2 separate regions of the Oryctolagus cuniculus genome follow, and region 2 is linked to region 1. Evidence: chromatin contacts called from public Micro-C data. All regions are on one chromosome and are shown on one strand. The core of a region is the stretch at or near the end of the contact, and the rest is flanking DNA. Distances in the headings are between cores, read along the strand shown.

Region 1 (6,095 bases), core at 1,232-3,731:
CTTTAATAAATAGTTTGATAACCATTTGTTCAATGATATATTTTAAATCTTATACAGTGCAACAATTAAGAATTTTTAATAATGACTTAGTATGTTCAGATTAACTCAAACACCATGAATGCACTTGCCAAACCAGGTCAAAAAGTTTGTTCTAAACTCTTTAATCTTTCTATCTGCTTTATCAGTAATCAAACATACAAAGAAAATAAGGTGAAGCAACTCAGCATTATAACAGGTAATGAATAGGTATATTTTAGATGACAAATTTTAATATAACATGGATTTTGAGACATCCTACTTCTTACATAAGTTATTTCCTATTTGTGTCAAAATTATTTCTCTAATTCTATAGAAAGAAAGTTAATTTAGTTGCTTGTTATACTTACTCTTAGAAAAACCTGATTTACAATGCTTTTGTTTGCATACATAAAAGTTGTTAGCAGCCCAATTCCAAGAGAAATCCCTGTTACAAAATAAGCTCCAGTTAATTGAAAGGAAAAAATATATCTGTAAGCTAGCAGTGACATGAATTAAAAGAAAACATACACGATTTTAAAAACAGAAAATAAGTAACTGAAATGCACAGGTTAAAGCAGATTGCCAATAAATAAAATTAACTGAAATTCACCATTAAAAAAGTATTTTATTATGCCCTACCTGTTATATGCTGCATAACAAGTTTTATACCCAGAATCAAAATATACGGAAGACTTTTTTGCAACCACTTGAAGAGATAGCGGAATTCTGAGAAGGAGCTACTTCCCTGTTCTCCAGATTCCATGGCAGGATCCTCAGGCTGTCTTGCTTCACTGTGTGAGTGACTCCGGAAGCGACCATGTACACAGCCATGGGTACAGCTATGGGTACCTGATCTTGCGTTTCTGGAGCTTGGATTTCCAGCACATTCTTTAGGTATGGAGTTCATCTGGATATGAACATCTCCAGAATGAAGACAAGAACCTTCGCCTGTCAATCTTGTATGGATGCACTGGGAGGCTGAGGCATCCTCACCACCTGCAGTTCCTAGCGGACTGTGCAGTTGGTTATAATTGGCTTGCATGACCACTGAATGGTCTGTGATCCAGATTTCTTTGCTTCAGAGCTCTGGCTCCTGAAAAAGAGCAGAGCATAGTCCAAGTGAGCAGTGAAATAAAGGCCGTGTATCGCTCGGTAGGCAGCCTTTATTCACTACAGGAGCGGCCGATAATCACTGCAGATGAATTTTCGGGTAATCTTCCACCATTACTAGATTGTTCCCTGCTGCCCTACGCAAATGAGCTTTGAGGGAATATTTGCCACCCAAAGAAAGTTGAGCTTCAGATGCGACCACTTTCCTCATGAGAAGGCATCCGCACCATCGCTGAGGTGTGGGTGCCCAGTAGTGCCCAGTGAACACTACTACCATACACTTACTCTGTCCAGTTTGACCACTGATGAAGATTCAACACCAGAATTTACACAAGGAAGAATGAGTCTGTTTCAGTGGTAGGCAGAAAAATTTTAATATCCAGTATCATAAATTAATAACATGTCACTTAGGTGACCTACAAATGCCGTTCCACGCTGAAACAGCGTTCTCAAAGCCAGTGAAGTTTCCAATCATTGATGACGGCACCAAGTGTATTACCTAAGTAACTTTAAAAAAGGGAAACCTTGGGGGTCGCCGTGTAGTCGCGCCCCGCCGCTGTCCCACGCCCGCTCTGCCTACGTCTGCGCAGCGCTACAGTGCCCGTGTGCGGCCGAGGCCCCGACGCCAGGGGGGTGTCGTTTCCTCAAACCTCCGCACGGCGACACCGCACACGACAGTTTCAGTCTCTCCCCACAAACAAAAACTCGGCCCTCTCCTGCCCTCCACGCACAGCCCAGAAAGCAGACGAAAAAGGGGAGGAAGTAAAATTAAAACTTCCCAGAGTCCCCGAGGGCAGAGCTCCCACCCACGTCCGGGCCTCTGGCGCCGCGGTGGCTGTCCCCGGCGACCCCCGCCGCTGCCTCCGCCGCCCGCCTCCCCCGGGCCTGACCTTTCATGACCAGGAGCGGCCGCAGGCCTCTATGGCGACAGCGGCACACAGCGCCTCGCGCCGCTGGGCGAAAGCCATCAGCTTCGAACTCCACGGCCGGCAGCTGCGGGGCGGCCTCGAGGCGGCGCGCGCGCGCTCCCCGGACGTCCGCGAGCCCGCCCCGCCCCCGCGCCGCGCCGCGCACAGGGAAGGGCCCGCGCCCGCGGGGACTGTTGGCGGCGGAGCGGAAGGGCCGCACTTCAGACGCTACGCTCTGAGCCGCCGTCAGTAGGGTGTGTGAGCGTGTCTGTGTGTCATCCGCCCCGTAGCGCCGAGGCGCGGCCCGTTTGCAGGTTAAATTGTGGACAGCGGAGCCCGCCCCCCGGAGGCGGGGCCTGAGGCCTGGCCAGCCCCAGCCCCGAGGCGTCCTGAGGGCCCCCGCGGAGCTAGAGCCACGCAGGCCGGAGTTGGCGCGTCCCCGGAAGGGCGGAGCTCGCAGCCGCCTGGGGTTTTGTTCCCTTCGCGAGGGTGCGCAGTGGGGACGAGGCGCGGCCGAAACCCGAGGTCGAGAAGGCGACCGGGTGCCCAGGGCTGGCTGCGAAGTTAGGTGCGGGAAATGCCCGTCGTGCGCGTGGCGGCTTCGGGGGCGGGGGGCGGGGGTGAGTCGTCGGATTTCGGAGGAATTCTATTCGACTCAAACTGTTGTGAAAGGGTTTTGAAGAAAAAGTTAAAGGAAAAAAGCGCTGCATCATTTGACCCGCGCCCTACCCCGTATCTTCGTTGATACTCAGTGCGTTCCGTGCGTGTCCCGCGCAGGCACGCGGAGCCCTGGGCCCCGCCGGCGCTGCCGGCGGGGGCTGTGTGGCCTCGGCGCCGGGGGTCGAGCTGAATCCCCCGCTTCCCTTCAGGTCCCCCCCCCCCCCCCCGAGAGCCTGTTCTGAAGTCACACCACCTCATCCTTACCCTGGGAGAGAATTAGGAGATCATATTTTTAATCCAAAACCAGTATTCGATTTGCTTCTCACCGGTGAAGATCCTGACTGGTGGTGGTGGGGATTAATTTGAGCTTAACTGAGGCTTCGTGACAAATGAATTAATTTTCTGGGTCAGTAAGACAGAACCTGGCTCTGGACTGTAGTGGGTTTTCCAAGGAGGCTTTACCATTCCAGCTACACTGTGGGGCTCGTGTTTTAAACTTAAAAATGTGTGAGTGTTTAGGAAACAGCGCAAAAAGACTCGGTCTCACATCATCCAGCTGACAGCCGCAGTGGAGCGCCAGTATGTTCTCATTACGTTGATAGTTTTGGTTTGTTCGGTACATTTGCAACTTTAATATACCTGATGTAACGTCTGAATTCTCTTTCTAATGCATGTGTAACACTGAAAGTGCACCAGTGCATATTAAAAGTTTATTAGTGCATTTGGAACTGCATTTCACTCAACAACTTGACTAAAAAGTAACGTTTGATGAAATTAATTTTAATTAATTCAAGAGGAATTTGCTCCATACTGAATGTCAAGGACTGCACTAGATGTTGGAGAGACACACAAAAAGGCTTAGTCCCCACACACAAGGAAGTGTGTAGTTAGGTCTGCAACAAATAATTATAGAATGATATTGGAGTTAACACTGTAATTGAAGGTGGTATGAGATGAAATGGAAGCAAGGAGTGGGAGTGTTTAACTTTGTTAAACAAGAAACACTTCATTAATTTTGTGGCATTTGAAATGAATCCAGAAGAGTAAAATGAAATTTGCCAGCACACGAATACTAACAGAACATTTAGATCCGGACAACATAGGGAAGCTGTGGTATTGAACTACCATGGCCTCTTGAAGACTTCATTTTATGTGTCTGGAGGAGTAGGGTGCATACAGAGGATTAGTAAGAGGGAAGACAGCTACGTAGGGGCTCGAAAATGAAAGATTTTGGACCTCACTTGGAGGTTTATTTTATAATTTATTCTTGTGGCCAAAGGACAGCTGTTGGGTTTTCAGTTGCAGAGTTACGTGACTGGATTCCTATTTTTCATAATATTCACATGCTAACGGGTTATAGCAATACAAACTCAACTGGGAGACTGTTGTTAAGTAGTTCAGATATGAGATAAGAAGGTCTTGAGCTTGTTGGTGAAGTGAGACTCCAGAGAAAGGAGACTGGAGAGGATTAAGTGTAATATGTGGCTGCAGTCCTGCCTCCCTCCCCACCACCCACATCAATGTCCCCACCCACCTGTATCCATACTCTTTAAGTACTGCCTGCCCAGACTAGTTTACAGGACTTGCTTCCGCCATTGTGATAACAGCAGTTGTAATGTTAGTAGAGGCTTAACAAATTCTTGCACATTGGGGTTTACATTCTTTGTTCTGACAACCTTTCTACCGCTATGTGATGAAATCAAGGCTGGCCTTGAAGGTGAGGAACCTCATAGAGGTTCCGCCTGCCCCAGGCACTTCAGCCTTCTCAGCTGGGGCCCCAAACATGAAGAGGCTCTCTGGGACCACCCAGATCCAACAGATGGTTCAGACCAAAGGACTCAGCCTGTGAACATAGAGAACTGCAAGAAATATTTTTTAAAAAATCTGTTAAACCACTAGATTTTGATGTAGTTTGTTGCATAGCAAAAAAAATCTGATACCCTATGTGACCAGTTAGATGTGGGGTGGGTTAGACAGAAAGCTCCCATCCGCTGACTCACCCTGCCAATGCTCGTGATAGCCAGACCAGGCCAAAGTCAGGAGCTGGGAGCCCAAGCCGCTTGAGCTGTCACTGCCTGCTGCCTCCTAGGTTCCCATTACCCAGAAGCTGGGATTGGGAGTGGGGTTGAGACTCAAATCTAGGCATTCCGGTGTAGGATGTGGGCTTCCCCAGTGGTGCTTGCCCCTTGTAATGGTCGTTTTAATGTTCCTGAGCAGTTCCATCATCTGTGTCCATCTTTGCATTGGCATCAGTTGATTGGCTTTTTGTTTTAGTCTCTTTTTTTCCTGACTCTTAAATAATGCAAATTTGTATTCCAAACATCCTGAATGTTAACTTTTGTGAATCTCTGGTCCTGTTCAATGTCCATAGGGTGTTGAATTGTGTTGTTGCTTTCAGCAGTCTGTCATCCTGGTTGTGTTGTGACTTCAAGGTCAGTCTTGCTTCCTGGCTTGCTCACCATGGGTCCCAAGTTCAGGGCAGTTTTTAAAGCCTGTGCTATGCTGTTTTGGGGCTGCTCTACCTCTGTGTTCCTCAGGGTTAGTCTTGGACTCATGCTGTGCTTTATGGCAGTCTGAAGGCCTGTGCTCTGCTTTTTTGGGGGTGTTCTGTGGGTATGTACCTTAAGAATGAGCTCCTGACGGACGCATGTTCAGATACAGAAGTCAGAGGTCTCCTCTTGGATTCTCCTCAGTTTCCTGCCTGTGTCCTAGAACTGGTCAGATGGGGTTTCCCTAGGAGTTGTAGTTGCCAAAGCACGGCCTTGGAGAAAACAGTGGCCATTTCTGCCTTTCAACTGTTGGACCCCAGGGACACATGTGTTTAGTTTCTGGTCTACACAGACAAGGCTTCTCTGGGAGTTGTGGCTGCCCATGTTGCTGCCAGCACCTTGTCCCTGGGGGCCCACCCTCAGGAGACCATACTCCCATGCACACAAGGGAGATTGCCTCTGACGCGGCCCCTTTTCCAAGTTGGACTCTGCTTTTGTTTCCTTGTCAGTGTTCAAGTATTTAATCTGGAGTGTTTATTCAGCAATACAGATAAGCCTTGTCTTGGCTTCTCTGTCTTGGTTGGCCTTAGAATCTTGAAATACTTATTTCTTTGATTAGTCACTTAATGTCTGTGTCTTCCACCGTGTTGAATGTCCACAGAGACCATTTTGGTTTTGTTTATTACTACACCCCACTGCTAATACAGTTCTTAGCATACACTAAGTAGCCAATAAATATTTATTGAGTAAATGAGTGAATGGGTGCTTTTCAGACCTCATTTTGCTTGACATTTTTGTAGAATTCTATACGATTAATTCCCACCTGCTGGGCTCTGTGTTCCCTAGTTTCTATGTGATTGTATTCTACTGATTTCCCCACTTCTGTAGGCTCCCTTTACAGGCAAGTTGC
Region 2 (6,454 bases), core at 763-3,262, 170 kb after region 1:
GACTTTCCGGGGGAGAGTCCAGCAGAGGAGCTCTTCCGCCGCTGGGTCTGCGGATTGCTGTCTCCTCGGGCTGGCAGTCACTTATGAAGGATGCTGACCTTAGTTGATTTGAGCTCCTGGATTGAATTAGTCCTGGTTGTATAATTGACTTTGATATGTGGCCTTTGGATCTGAATTGGGTTTAATGAGATTTAACTGCTTCAAAGGGCTTTATAAGAATTCATTTTATCCTTCAAATCTGATTTCAGATGCTACCTACTTTATGACGCCTTCTTGGGCTTTGATGGTCCTCCTCTCGTGCTCCCATGGTGCCCTGGCTGATACATACTGTGCTCAAGCAATTGCCCCCACTGTATTTTCTCTTTTCTGGATGAAATCTTTCCTTTATTGCCTCTCTTCAGGAATCTTGAGGGACAGGCAGGTATCTTGTTCATGTTTGTATCCCAGGCCTACCACAGACCAGGAACACGTTCAACTGAGCCAGCAGGTGCTCATAATGGCTTTTAAAGATTATATGAATGGTTAACATTAAGTAAGCACTGTGGCAAGCGCTATACCTATATTGTTTCACTCATTAGACACTTCAGAAGAAAAGAACTTTTATTATCCTCATTTTACAGCGACTGAGAGTAAGATACATTCATTTGATTTAAGGTCAACTGTAAGTGGCAGAATTTTTTGTACGTGGTTTCGGCTTCAAGCTATGGGCTCTTACCTGACCACAGAAGGAGACACGGATGGCTGAGGAACGCTTCTCCTTCCGTGGCTGAAGACGTGACTGCAAGTGTCCACCATTGATTTTACAGAGGAAATTACGATGTTCTAACTCATTGATGCTTCTAACTTCTCAATCATCTTTTCCCTCATTCTTCTTCTCAAAGTTTTATTTGAAAGGCAGAGTGACACAGAGACAGAGCTCTTCCATCTGCCACTTGCGCAGTGTGGACCCCCGTACTTTACATCACAGCTGCCTCCCAGGGTGCACATTAGCAGGAAGCTGGAATCGGAAGTGGGGACTCGATATAAGCACCCAGATGTAGGATGTAGCGGGCTTAATCCTGAGCCAAACAGGGGAGCCCCTTTTCCTTCTTCCTTTGGTGTAACCCTCTCAAGGAAAATGTTTTGAACGCTTCCTTTGAGGTGTAATCCAGCCAAAAACTAAGTGTTTTATAGGGAAGGGAGCTAACATTTTCTCTGGTTCTTGTAGCCACTCATGCATTTGTGAATTTACATATACCAAGCAAGCACCTACTGTGTGCTAGGAACTTCTTTCGGCGCTTGACAGCGGTAAGCAAACCGAGTGGAGGTTCTGGGGCGGAGGGGGGGTGGGGTGGGGGACGCGCAGGTGCCTGGCTCCCTGGCTCCTCGCGGCAACCGCCCCAGGTCACAGATAACTCTTAGCCCGCGGGTCTGCGCCCGGGGCGGGGCTGGGTGCTTCATTTGTGCTAACTCGGCACACCAAGCCTCTGTGCCAAGGGGCAGTCTCTCCCCCTTTTACGGATGAGGAGACCGAGACACAGAGGCTAAGGGACTCCCGCGGCTTCGAGCGCAGGCTCTCCCGCACACGGCTGCATTGTTTCGTTTATGTCTCTCTCTTCCTATCACAATTTTTAGCCGCTGAATCCTTGTCCCCTGACTCCCAAGTCCGGGGGTTTGCGCTGTGCCCGGGCAGCCTCGTGGAATAAATGAGAATGCCTTGGAATTTTGGGCAACTCTTCCTCTTCCAAAGAATTCAAACTGATTTCCACGTCATTCTGAGAGACTTGTGAAGAGTTCCCCCGCCAGGGCAAAGAGAGTGCGTGGGCCCCGGGTCACCTTACACGGCCAGGGCACCCAGCAGATGGCGCTATTTCAGTAGCCACCCGCCGGCTGCCCAGTCCCCTGGGCTCACCGCCTCAGCCGAAAGCTTCCCGGCCCTCCCTCACTCCCTTCTCTCTCCCCCTCCCCACGGAGCCCGGCCCACGTGACCTCCAGGCGGCCAATGGGCGAGCAGAGAGGGCGAGCTGGTCCCTGTGGCCGCCATTAAAGCGAAGGGAAAACCCGTGAATTCGGATTAAAGGGGGAAAAACACCGCCCGCTGGGCCCACAAAATGGGGGAGACTAAGGCGTCCAGGCGGTGAGGCCGCAGGAGAGCAGACGTTAGGCCGGCGGGGCCCAGGGACGACACGAAGACACAGCCAGAGAATGGTCTGAGCCCGGAGACACCGCCACCACCTCCGCCACTGAGGAGACTCTGGGCTTTAAGGACATCGCCGCTGCCGGGCCGGGGGCCTGGGCTCCTCTCCCGGTTCTCGCCCTTCCCGCCCCTCTCGGGGCTCCTCCGCGCCCGGGAGAACCCTCCGGAGCTTGGGCTCTGCGGTCTCGGACTCGATTTTGATTATTTATTGTGTAATTTATTGTTTTTCTTGTGGAAGGAGCACACATCGCCTCTGTCCCCCCGGAGAGGGACGAGCGTCCGCGGGCTCCGCAGTCCGGCCCGCCGGGCGAGCGCGGCGCGGCCCTCCCGCCTCCGGCCCTCGGCCCCGGGCGGCTGGGTGCCGGCCGGGCGGCGGGGGCTGCTCGCGGCGGCGGCGGCGGCGGCGGCGGCGGCAGGGGGGGTGGGTGGGGAGGGCGGGCGGCCCGGCGGCCTCCTCTTCCACCGCCCCCCCAACCACCACCCCCCCGCCCTCCCCGGTGTCTGTGTTTCTCTCTCTGGTCGGAGGCGGCGGTAATGGCGGATGGTGGGTTGTGGCGCCGGCGGCGGCTGCTGTGAGGGACGATGAGTTCCTCCTCCGTGCAGAACGGGGCCAGCCTGGAAGATTGTCACTGTAACCTCTTCTGCCTGGTGAGTGCCGGGGCCGCGGGCGGCGGGGGGAGGGGGCCGGGGGGCGCCCTTGGGCCATGGGGGAGGGGGCCGGGTCGGATCCCGATGCCCGAGTGCCCGGGCTAGGCCCAGCCGGAGCCGGTGCCCTGCGGAGCTCCGCAGCCGGCGCCGGGGACGGCGTCCGCTCCCCGGCTGTCCCGGGCTCCGTCCTGGGAGTGTGGGCTCTTCTCCCTTGTCCTGTTTCGGACTCCGTGTCTCTCTCTCTTTTTCCACGGAAGTCTTGTCTTCAACTTGGGCACCTTATCTGGTCGGACGCGAACATTTCCCTCTGTGTTTCTTGCTTAACTGTTGCTTTTCTCCCTGGTGACTCTGTGTCCCTTTTTCAGACTTTCCGTGAGTGCTCCTGCTTCCCCTGCCTTTCGGCCTTCCCCGGGTCATTTGGTTTCCCCTGGTATACGGGACCCTAGACCCGGAGCAGGGAAAGGCTCTTTTCTTCGTTTTTCATTTCGTTTGCCTGAGTCAGACTAACTCAGGGTTACTTTTCTTCCTTGGCTGACTTCAGATCTTTGTGTCAAAAACTAGTAGATGCTGTTTCATATGTCTTCTTTCTAAACTTTGAAAACAGTTTGCCATTTTGACAATTTCTAGCCATCTTGCTTTTATTAGAACATTATGTTTTTCTTGAGAGTGGAAGGTCTGATGGAGGAGGTGCTGTGGTTTTTGCACTAAATGCTTCTATATTTGTCTGCTTTGCTTGCTGTTTAAGACGGTTTGGAACAGCCTGCTCCTTGTTTTATTAAAAAGTCTGGGCAATCTGGGTGTCGAGATGACAGTTGTGTCGATTGGCCCAGGTCTGCTAACACCCAGCGGTGAAGACTTAGAAAAGTACCAACTGCTGGACGTAATAATAGCGTCCTGAGTTGGACAGTAGCTGAGCTCCATCAGTGACTCGAAGTTTGGGTGACTTTCCTTTCTCATTTTCCCCTGTAGTATGTGAAATAATAAGAATATATGATAGGGGGTCGGGTCCGTGGCGTAGTGGGTAAAGCCACCGCCTGCTGTGCCGGCATCCCATATGGGCCCTGTTGGAGTCCCGGCTGCTGCACTTCTGATCCAGCTCTCTGCTGTGGCCTGGGAAGGCAGCGGAAGATGGCCCAAGTCCTTGGACCCCTGCACCCACGTGGGAGACCCGGAAGAGGCTCCTGGCTCCTGGCTTGGGATCAGCCTAGCTCTGGCCATTGCGGCCATCTGGGAAGTGAACCAGAGGATGGAAGACCTCTCTCTGCCTCTGCCTCTGCCTCTGCCTTTGCCTTTCTGTAGCTCTGCCTTTCAAACAAATAAATAAATCTTAAAAAAAAAAAGGGTATATGATAGGTAAGTGATTTTAAGTGGGCGGAGCACAAGTAGCTGGCAAGTGTTAACTGCCAGCCAGTCATGTTTCAGCAGTTTCATTTTTTGGCACCTCATGCTTTGCATCTTTAAAGAAGTATTGAATTTCTTTTGTCACATTTTTTTTTTCATGATGTTCAGTTGAGGTCTTTAATGCACTTCCCCCTTCTAAAATATGTTGATCAGCATCTCTTCAGATACAGTAAGGCAAACATCGGGTTTTACATTTCTGTCCTCTCCCAACTCAGTCTGTTTTTGGAACTTTTAGGATCAGATTCTTTGAAGATAGCCTGGCACAAGCCTGACAGTTCTTTGTGATAATTATTTGACTTTTCCAGAGGGGTGTGTGTGAAGAGTTAACATGAATTTTTTTTTTCTTCCAAGAATTGTTCAGGTGTCTTTTTTCACTAGAGTCATGATTACAATAAATATGTAGTGATGGGTCTTAAGAATTAATTTTCAGCTAAAAGCTTGATATCAAGGATCAAATGTCACCAGTTAGAATATAACTTACGACAGAAGAAATATATACTCAGTGTGCAATATTAAAGTACAGTTTATATTTAGCATCATTAAGTTCTTTTATTTCTTCTTGGGACACATTCATTAAGTTACTATGCAGCGACATCTTGGTGTCAATTTTTTAAGTTTTTTTTCCCTTAGATTCTTGGTTGTTTTACTATCAGAATTAAAAAGTTTTTTTTTTTTTTTTTAAATCTTAACCTGCTTTCAGTATGTTAGGTGTACATTGAAAAATTCTAGTGTCTTAATGAAATAAGGTACTTCATAATGAATGCTTGAGACTTTCAGTGAATACACAATAATAAATCATGCTTTCTTTCCTCCAGGCTGACTTGACAGGAATTAAATGGAAACGATACGTTTGGCAAGGCCCAACTTCTGCCCCTATTCTGTTTCCGGTGACAGAAGAAGACCCCATTTTGAGCAGTTTTAGCCGCTGCCTTAAGGCAGATGTACTTGGTGTTTGGCGGCGAGATCAAAGACCTGGAAGAAGAGAACTGTGGATTTTTTGGTGGGGTGAAGATCCCAATTTTGCTGACCTTATTCACCATGATTTATCAGGTGAAAGCAACTTACTTCTTACTGGTGATACAACAGTGTTGCATAGCTTTTCCAAAATACCATTTGTATTACAAATTAAGGTGTGTGTGTTTATGTGTGTGTATGTGTGTGTGACACTGTTAGGTATGAAACCAGATGAAAGATCATCATGTTTTATTTAACTGTGATTATTTTATTTACATAAATCATCAATATGTGTTATGATGGGTTTTTTACACTGAGGATAACTGTCCTTCTGTCACCCAGCTTCCTTCTTAATTTCTCACAGGTGGTTAGATCCCAAGGAATACATTAACCTCAGAAAATTGGAATTGGGGAGCATAAAGTTCATACCAGAGCCATACTAATACTTTGGAAGCAAAGTGTAACTCAGCCTTTGAGTCAGTTCTGTCACTGATCTTTTTTTGCCTGAATGTACAGATGACTGTAGGAGTATCTAGAAATGTAACTTTTTGTTGTGTTTCTTTAGAGGCTTAGAGTTATTTTGTTATTGCTGTGTGTGATTATTACTTTATTAACACTTGAAGGCATGTGTTCATTTTGTTATTTTTTAAAGTGAGTCTTAGATACTGTTCCATTAAAGACTATTAATGTGAGACAAGTGCCAACTTGTTTTAATTTTTATAGGACATAGGATCATAATCGAAAAAGTTACACAGAAATACCTTTATTGTGAGCAAATAAATATTACTTTCTTTGTTTTAGGACTAAAAGCTACTTTAGAGACAGAGGATAGCTAGCTCTTCATGTGATTACTGAAGCTTGGATTTACTGTGAGAGTCAGTGTTAACTGAATTTTTGATGATAGAAATGCATATGATTAGTTGTGTTGTGCTGCAAAGTGCCAAAGACTTCAAATTAGTATGATAATGATCCTTGAAGTATAAATTTCTGATTTTTTTAAAAAAGAGTTCTTATTTTACCCTAAAGTTTCTGTTAATATTCACTAAATAGAGCCATCTGAAATAGGGTCTGTTTTATTTTTGAAGGAAATATGATCTAGATACACGTATAGTACGTGAGACCAGTATTTATGTAGGAATTCATGTCTTATATTTAATAATTGCTTTTACTTTCTAGTGCATATACTACACCCTCTGCTGTGTTAATTACATTTGAGAGTGGTTGCAATTCTTCTTGATAAAGCTTGCCACTTTTCCCAACATGCCTGCTTAGAGA

What was found. Hi-C and Micro-C count contacts between places; a contact is called where the count stands out from the background.
Region 2: a Micro-C map of ear pinna shows a contact between it and region 1, with 4 times the contacts expected there. The contact joins the promoter of MED13 here to the promoter of RNFT1 in region 1. A contact is called at or near these places in 2 of 6 Hi-C or Micro-C datasets (ear pinna and an unstated tissue).

What each region holds. Positions count from the first base shown.
Region 1 is chr17:35,239,434-35,245,528 of mOryCun1.1, forward strand. It overlaps RNFT1 (ring finger protein, transmembrane 1), which reads right to left and starts at 2,482. Exons shown (of 9, transcript XM_008271194.4): 1 at 2,257-2,482; 2 at 658-1,111; 3 at 387-463. The coding sequence starts at 1,060. It also overlaps a transcript of RPS6KB1 not described here.
Region 2 is chr17:35,408,105-35,414,558 of mOryCun1.1, forward strand. MED13 (mediator complex subunit 13) reads left to right here and starts at 2,013. Exons shown (of 31, transcript XR_011383550.1): 1 at 2,013-2,824; 2 at 5,041-5,275.